Regions from separate parts of the Ovis aries genome. Here region 1 is linked to region 2. A link is a contact called in public Hi-C data. All regions are on one chromosome and are shown on one strand. Each heading gives the region's core, a stretch centred on a gene start, on an enhancer-like site or on the middle of the called end of the contact. The rest is flanking DNA. Distances are from core to core; before and after follow the strand shown. Region 1 has its middle 19 kb from the start of TMEM94. Region 2 holds the start of MYO15B (myosin XVB).

Region 1 (4,299 bases), core at 751-3,250, 120 kb after region 2:
CACTCAATTCCATTTGTCCCCAACCTCCTCCCCCAGTCTCAGTAAACCTAATCTACTCCCTGTCTTTACGGCTTTGTTTATCCTGGACATTTCATGTAATTGGAATTATACAGCCTGGGACCTTTTTAAAATGTATTTAGTCTATTTTAGGTTCCATGAGGTCTCCATTGCTGTGCGCAGGTTTTCTCCTGTTGCGGCCACCAGGGGCTACTCTCTAGCAGCCCCTACTCTCTACAGCACAGGCTTTAGGGCTTGCGGGCTTCAGTAGTTGAGGCACAGGGGCTTAGTTGCTCCACAGCATGTGGACTCTTTCCAGACCAAGGATTGAACCCCTGTCCCCTGGCAGGTGGGTTCTTAACCACTGAACCACCCGGGGAGTCCCAGGGATCTTTTGTGACTGGTTTATTCCACTCAGCACGATGTTTCTGAGGTTCATCCATGGTGCGATATATACCAGCACTCCATTCCTTTTCATTATAGAGTAATTTTCCAGCATATAGCGGATAGACCACATTTTGTTTACCCATTCATCAGCTGGTGGCCATTTGAGCTCTTTCCACTCTTTGTCTATTATGAATAGTGTTGCTATGAACACGTGTGGATGTGTGTTTTTGTGTGGATGTGTGTTTTTGTGTGGATGTGTATTTCTTTGGTAGATAGCCATCTATGTGTGAGATTGCTGGGTCATGTGGTACAGAAACCAGGCTCTTAAACGCTTCACTATACAGCCTCCTGTAGTGAATAAATACCTTGAGCCAAATGGTCAGTTTGGCTTAAATTATATCAGTCTTTTAAAATATATATTAAAAAATATTTATTTGGCCATCCTGGATCTTAGTTGCAGCATGTGGGATCTAGTTCCCTGACCAGGGATCAAACCCAGTCTCCCTGCATTGGGAACACAGAGTCTTAGTCACTGGACCACCAGGGGATGATATCAGTCTTGAGGGTCTTAACGCAATTGACACCTGCCTGACCCTAGAATCTGATCACTTCCAGGTGACCCAAGAAGTGAGCGGTTGGCCTGAAAATGACAGAAAATGCCTCCAGAGGAAAAACTATTACCAGTTTCAGAGTCCTCTGTAAGGTCCTTCCCGAACAAGGTTTATGCTACTTCGTTTTCTAAGAGGAGAGATGGATTTGAACCCATCCACCTGCCTGTTTTTATCTATGGTCCTTTTGGATCAGGGGCAGAAACTTAGGAGGTGACTGGTTAGTGTCTGGAGGTGCTGTCAATATCCGAAAGTAGAATATCCTTTTTTTCCAAAAAATTAGTCATTTAGGGATCAAGTGCCACTGAGGTCTTTCCCAGCCCTTCAGCTCAGGCTTGAACCACCTGTCAGCCCCTTAGGACCAAGGCTCATCCACTCACCGTGATGGACATTTCTCCCCAGGGAGCTTGTCCCACTTCCAGAGTCAGGATGTGTAGATGGAAGCAAATTAGCTATGGGACTCTCAAGACCCACCAGCCTTAGAGAAAGATCAGAACAGGGACTTTCCTGGTGGTCCTGTAGTTAAGACTCCTCACTCCCAGTGCAGTTCGATCCCTGGTCAGAGAACTAGATCCTACATGCCACAGCTGGGAGTCTGCATGCCACAACTAAGAAGCCTCATACCACGCACCATCACTAAGACCCAGTACAGCCAAAACAAATCACCAAATAAAATACTAAAAGCGAAAAAAAGAAGGAGCAGGCTGGATTTGCCTGCGGGAAACACCTGGGACCACCCCTTCAGGTGTCTCTCTCTGCTGAACTCTGGACAATCCTTTGTCAGGTCAGTGGTGTCGCACCCCTCAGCCCACCTTGCGCACCTGAGGGGGCCAGCCTCAGGGTGGCCCTGGCGCAGTAAGGACTGCATGATCAATGTCAGTTCAGAAAGCAGATGCCCCCGGGGAGGCACTCCAGGGCTCAGGAGAAAACAGCCCCAAGCCTGAGCAGGTCACAGGTTGTTGCCTTGGTTTTGTTTTGATTGTATCATGGGTGTGGTGACTGCGCTGTTCAGAACCAAACGAACTTTAGTATTGCCTGAATGTCTTTATTGGACTGAAGCTCAGGTCTGTTTGCTGTTCTCATAATAAACCCCTGAATTCACTTGCCACCTTTCCTTTGGGTGAGAGTTGGACCATAAAGAAGGCTGAGTGCTAAAGAATTGAAGTTTTTGAATTGTGGTGCTGGTGAAGACTCTTGAGAGTCCCTTGGAGAGCAAGGAGATCAAAGCAGTCCATCCCTAAAGGAAATCAACCCTGAATATTCATTGGTAGGACTGATGCTGAAGCTGAAGCTCTAATACTTTGGTCACCTGATGCAAAGAGCTGATTCATTGGAAAAGATCCTGATGCTTGGAAAGATTGAAGACAAAAGAAGAGAGCGTCAGAGGATACGATGGTTAGATAGCATCACTGACTCAACGGACATGAATTTGAGCAAACTCCTGGGAGATAGTGAAGGACAAGGCAGCTTGATGTGCTGCAGTCCAGGGGGTCACAAAGGGTCGGACATGACTTAGCGACAGAACAACAACAACAGAGCGTTTTTTCACTGATGACCTAGGACATCCCTGTGAAATGGGCTACAGAGCTGATTAACATCTTATCATATCCGTAGCCTAGAAGGCCGAAAAGTAGGACAACCAGGCCAAGTGGTTTTGCTTAGGATCATGTAATAAATGGACTTCCCTGGTGGCTCCGACGGTAAAGCGTCTGTCTACAATGCGGGAGATGTGGGTTCGATCCCTGGGTCGGGAAGATCCACTGGAGAAGGAAATGGCAATCCACTCCAGTACTACTGCCTGGAAAATCCCATGGACAGAGGAGCCTGGTAGGCTACAGTCCATGGGGTCGCAAAGAATCAGACAGGACTGAGCAACTTCACCTCACTTCAGGTAATAAATGGGCTGTGGGTCGAGGACTGAAAATAAGTCCCAAGCTTGTCATTCAATACACGCTGCCCACAGTCTGAGAGCTTAAGCCCAGTTTATGAGGGGAGGGGACATGTGGTTGGGGAGCAGATTCCTGCGGCCTGCACCCCGGCACCCTCCGGATCCCAGTCGATTCAAACGTGCCCTTTCAGCTTCTAGACTGGAAGGGAAAATCCTGGCTTAACTTGAAGGTACAATATGTAGCTGTCTTTGTTTTCTTTATCCTTGATAAACAGCCAGGCGAATCCAGGCTATTCCATAGTTGCAGAAGAACAATCTGGCTCAGGTTATTCATGTGTAGTTGAAGATTTAGAAACTGAAAAACTGATAAAGACCAAATTTACCTGATTTGGGGAGGAAAGAGAAAAAAACTCAATAAGAAAAAACACACAGTTTTCTATTTTTCTATTTGGCATTGTAATATCAATTGCTTGATAAAACTCTTAATTCCCAAGTTAAGAATGATGTTTAAGAGGTCGTCTAGGGGGAGAAATTATGTTCCTGAAAGATAAACATTTGAATTTCCCTTACCAAATGAATTCTCACTGAAAGAAGTATTGCTTCTAAAGGGGGGAAAAATCAGTTCTTGGAAGATGAAAAAAACAAGATTTTGTAAGAGTTTGTGGTCTTCCAAAACTCAACTCTACCCTACACAATCTTATTTCTTAGTATTTAATTTCCTTCATGAAGGAGAAATTCAGTTTACTTTTTCCCTCCTGGGGGAAATTTTTTGTAAAAAAAAAAAAATTAAAGTTTAAAACATTGCTCTAGGACTTCCCGGGTGGTCCAGTGATTAAGACTCTGCCTGCCAACGCTGGGGACACCAGTTTGATCTCTGGTCTGGGAAGATCCCACATGCTGCAGGACAACTAAGCCCGTGCGCCACAAACTATGGAGCCCGAACTCTAGAGCCTGTGCCTGGCAACGAGAGAGGCCACTGCGACGAGAAGCCCGTTCATTCACCGCAGCTAGAGAGCAGCCCCACTTGTCGCAACTAAAGAAAGTCTGGGCGAAGCCATGAAGACCCAGTGCAGCCAAAAATAAACATAAATTAAAAAAAAAAAAACAAAAAAACAAAAAAAACACTGCTCTAAGAGAAGCTTCCATGTCTCATGGGAAGACGCCTTTAGCCACAGAACATCTCTAGCTCCGATTTTGTCTAGAAGTCTTGATTATTACTTGGAAGTCAGACTCCCAGGGTTGCAATACTGGGATGGTGGCAATCAGTCCTGCATAATCTGGAGGGTAGCATCATGCTAGGATCTGTCAGGGCCATGGGTGAGTACTGAGAAAGGAGAGCTTCCCAGGGCTCAGGCTGTCTTCATCCCCTTTGCTTCCACATGGCTCACTCCAGGGGTTGCTCCCATTTGCAAATGGTTA
Region 2 (4,312 bases), core at 871-3,370:
GCGCCGCCGGGAAGAGGAGGTTCCTCCGGGCCGGGCACGAGGCTCAGCTCCAGGTCCCTCTCCAGCGCCTCCTCCACCTCGTCCTCTGGCTCCCACCGATCCCTCAAGGACCCGCGGGGGCCGGGGCTCCCCTCCGGCCGCCGGCGGGTCTCCAAGGTGAGTCGGGGCAGCAGTGCTTCGGTGCCAAGCCCGGGGCCCTTGTGAGGGCCAGAGCCCTGCGCCCAATGCACCGGAGCCGCGGCTCCCAAGCTCTCGGGCTCCGCTTCGCTGCTGGAGCCCGTCTCGTCGAGGGGGGGCTCTTCGTGGGGATTCGGGCCGAGAGAGCCGCGGGGAGACTCCGCCACCCCTTCGACACTGGCCCTGCGCCCTGCACTGTCCGCAGACGCCCCCGCACAGGACCAACCGCGCCCCTCCCCGGCGGGGGCGTCCGCGAACCCTTCCTCTGAGCTCTGGCGGCTCGAGGTCCTCCCTGCCCCGTGGATCCTGGGGAACACGACGGCGAACTTGGGATCTGGAGTCGCGTGCTCGTCCTCGGATGGATCGTGAGCTGGGCTTTCTGCAACCTGCGGGGAACTCGGGCCGCCGCCAGGGGGAGGCCTTGGTCGCCCCCAGAGCCCCGCGACGCCCGCCAGGCTCAGCGCTAGACGGCGGCGGCGCGGCCCCGGCCCGCGGCTCGTCCCCTCGCTGGTCCCGGGGCCCCGCGCGCCGCCCGCGCGCCCCTGGAGCCGCAGCCGCAGCCACCGCAGGAGCCCCAGGGCCCGCGCTACGCGCACGAGCCGGTCCTTGAGGCTGCCGCGGCGGGGACCGGCGGCCTGGGGAGCAGGGCCTGGCGGGGGCCTCGCGCGGAGCCTGCAGAGCGCCACTAGGGCGGCCAGCGGCCCGTCTCCCCGAGACCCCTCGTCGCTCACGCCCACCGCCTCGTGCGCCTTCCCCACCACATTTCCAATCTGGCGGCGCTGACCCCGGGCGGTCGAGGCCTCGGCTCTTTCGGGCGGGGTGCCCCTCGGCTCAGCTTCGGGCTGCACCCCATCGTCCCTTGCATCCCCGCCCTGCCTGGGGTCCTGAGAACCCCACGAGCTCCGGGGGATCCAGCTCTCGAGGAGGCTGGAAGCTGCGGCTTTTCTACCCTGGTCAGCCTCGCCGGCCTCGAGGGCCTCGCGGGTCGTTCCTGGGGCTGCTCCTGGGCTCCGGCACGGCCCGGCCCCCTCCTGACTCGAGTCTGGGTCTGTCCCGGAATCCTCTGTCTCTCCCTGGGGCCTCGCCCCCGACGATCCTTCTGGGCTCTGGGGCCGCGAGGGGGGCTTGTCACTGCCTCTGTCGTCGCTGCTGCTCGGCCTGTCGCTGTTCCGGGGAGCTCCTGGTGCCTCCAGCGCTGACTCTGCACTGGTTTGAGTGCCCCCCGAGGCCATGTCCGTTTGCTCCAAGTTGAGCCTCCGCTCTGGGGTCCCACCACTTTGGCTGCGGCTCTCCTGGGCCTCGTGGGCTTCGCTGTCCAGGCAGGAGCTGGCCCCGTCTCCACCCGACGTGTCCCTGTCGAGGCTCGGTGTCTCCCGGCGGCCCCGCTGAGCCGAGCGTCCCCGTCGTTTTCCTCTCCTTCTGCCGCAGTCGTGCTGGCGTGTCCTTCCTCCTCTTCCGAGACCCTTCTCCTCCAGGCGCCCCCCGTGGCCGTCCCCCGGCTTGCTGCTCTCCTTAGCCTGGCATCCCCCACGAGCATGCCCGCTGCCTCCTCTGCCCTCGGCGTCCGGCGGCGGCCCCGCCTCTGCTTGTCTGCAGTCCCCGTTCTCCCCTCCAGTGGGCTTCCTGTGGGCACTGGGAGGCTCCTGGCCTCGCCCGGCGCTGGGCTCCCTGTGTGCCTTACGATGGCCCTTTCGGTGTCCCCGGCTGGGCACGCTGTCTGCGCTGGCAGACCCGGATTCCTGCTCCCCCGAGGGGGGCCTCCCGGGTCCCTCCAGGTGCTGGGGCGCTTTGCCCTTGCTCCTGCCCATGGCTTCCTGGTGGCTGTCTCCTCTTCTCGCCCCAGGAGCCGGCTGCCCACAGGCGTGCCCTCAGCAGCACACCACACGGGGCTCTGGGCTAATAGGGGCTACAGGCTCCATCTACCCGCCCCCCAAGGGCATCAATAATGCAGGTGGCTGCCGGTCCTGACCTCCAAGGCCAACAATAGCGAGGAGGCCAATCAGGAAAGAAGAGCTGCAGGTGCGGACAAAGGCCGTGGACAGGGCAACCGTGCGGCCCTGAGTTGCTGCCAGCCTGGCACCGGGCCCGACCGAGGGGGCCCATGCTCTGCTCCTGCCTCACTACTTTGGCATCGGGGTGGGGGCTGGTGCCAAAAGAACCTGTGCGGGTCATCCTCCTTGTCCTGGGGGCCTCTAGGGGACCCACCCTCCTCCCTTAGCCCCTTGGAGGCTGGAACCAGGCTGACCTTGGTGCACGGCCAGAAGCCAGTGAGGGTTGTTAATTTTGTTATTGTTCTATATTGTGAAATATAATTTAAAGAAAACTGCATAAAACATAAATGTACACCTCGGACTGGTGTAAAGTAAGTACATGCTTCTTAGTCATGGAACATAATCGGACCCCAATAAATTCCTGAGCACCCAGATGTGTGTGTTGCTCTAATATTTAATTTTTTTTGAACAGGTAGTCCAGAAGATGAAAGTTTCCCACTCCTGACCCACAGCTATTCATTGTCCCCTGAGGTTACCCATTTCTTGTATTTCCTTCCAGAGCTATCCAGGCAGAGAAAAGCAAGTATTCTTTTTCCCTCTGAGAACAGGTGGAAGCTCTTCTAGCTCATGGTGCTCCACTCTAACAGATTAACTTGGAGATTTCATAATAGTAAAAATCTTTTTTTTTTTTACAACTTTGTAATATTCCAGCAGATGAATGTGCCAGAGTTTAACCAATTCTTTATTGATAGTGCAAAAATTAATAAAGGAAACACTCACTAAATGGAGGCCAGAGGCCAGAAGGGGGAGTCCTTATACACTTAACCAGTTCACCTCGATATAGAGCCCAAGAGGAAAAAATGTACTTTGGGTCTCAGGCAGGAAGTGACACGACTTTACTGCTGGCAGCTGGAGGAAGAAAGTTTTTCCCCTTGCCGGGCAATAACTCAGCCAATGAGAAACTGTTAAACTAAGCCAATGAAAACCTGCTATACTTCAAACTCCCAGTTTCCTCCTATGGACTTTTTGTTTATAACAGCCTCTCCCAGCTTCCCCTTTTCCTCTATAAGAGAGCTTCCTTTATAAAAAGTTTTCCTTCCTGCAGAGGTGTGTGTAGTTGGCATTAATTGCTGTCCCATGTTGTAATTCGTTGCTGGTAAAATAATTGGCTCTTAAAATTATTTTAGGTTAACAGACTTTTACGACTGAAATGGAGGCTGCCTTCATCTAACCTTTTGCTTCAATTACAGACAACATTGATTCCCTCTGTGTCCAGGCCGAATCAATTCCTAGAAGTGGAATTGCAGGGGCATAGGGTGTGTGCTTTTGTATAACTTAAGAGTGCTCCAAATTTTCCTCCGTGGAGGCTGTACCAGTTTACACTCCCACCAACAAGAGAGGAGACCACCCATCTTCACATGGCACCGAGGCAGGATATCATCCAACATTCTTTCCCCTCTGAAACATGACAGATCTAAGTGCCCCCACAGGACTCCTGTGCCCCTGCTGACCTCTGACCTCTCCTCAACTGGGAGCCCCACCCAGAATCAAAGTGGGGGAAGTTGGCATTCCAGGTTGTGGCGCTTTCCTCGGAGGGCTCTCCAGTTAGCTCCTACCTGCCTCACATCACTAGACCATGCAGGTGTGACCTAAATCAAGTCCCTTAAGATTATACAGTGAAAGTGAGAAATAGACTTAAGGGACTAGATCTGATAGCCAGAGTGCCTGATGAACTATGGATGGAGGTTCCTGACATTGTACAGGAGACAAGCATCGGGACCATTCCCGAGAAAAAGAAATGCAAAAAAGCAAAGCGGCTGTCTGAGGAGGCCTTACAAATAGCTGTGAAAAGAAGAGAAGTGAAAAGCAAAGGAGAAAAGGAATGATATACCCATTGAATGCAGAGTTCCAAAGAATAGCAGGGAGAGATAAGAAAGCCTTCCTCAGCGATCAATGCAAAGAAATAGAGGAAAACAACAGAACGGGAAAGACTAGAGATCTCTTCAAGAAAATTAGAGATACCAAGGGAACGTTTCATACAAAGATGGGCTCGATAAAGGACAGAAATGGTACGGACCTAACAGAAGCAGAAGATGTTAAGAAGAGGTGGCAAGAATACACAGAACTACACAAAAAAGATCTTC

The links. A called contact is a pair of places that touch in the nucleus more often than the background predicts.
Region 1: a contact with region 2 is called in a Hi-C map of mixed tissues, with 3 times the contacts expected there. The contact joins the enhancer-like site here to the promoter of MYO15B in region 2. A contact is called at or near these places in 5 of 16 Hi-C or Micro-C datasets (blood, liver, mixed tissues and 2 more).

Annotation. Positions count from the first base shown.
Region 1 is chr11:55,437,296-55,441,594 of ARS-UI_Ramb_v3.0, forward strand. It overlaps the pseudogene LOC105616430. Among named protein-coding and RNA genes, the nearest start is that of TMEM94, 19 kb to the left of the region's middle. Within about 2 kb of position 2,001, at least 7 of the 54 cell types and tissues checked have an H3K27ac peak or open chromatin away from gene starts, as enhancers often do.
Region 2 is chr11:55,315,115-55,319,426 of ARS-UI_Ramb_v3.0, forward strand. It overlaps MYO15B (myosin XVB), which reads right to left and starts at 2,121. Exons shown (of 64, transcript XM_042256364.2): 1 at 1-2,121. The coding sequence starts at 1,985.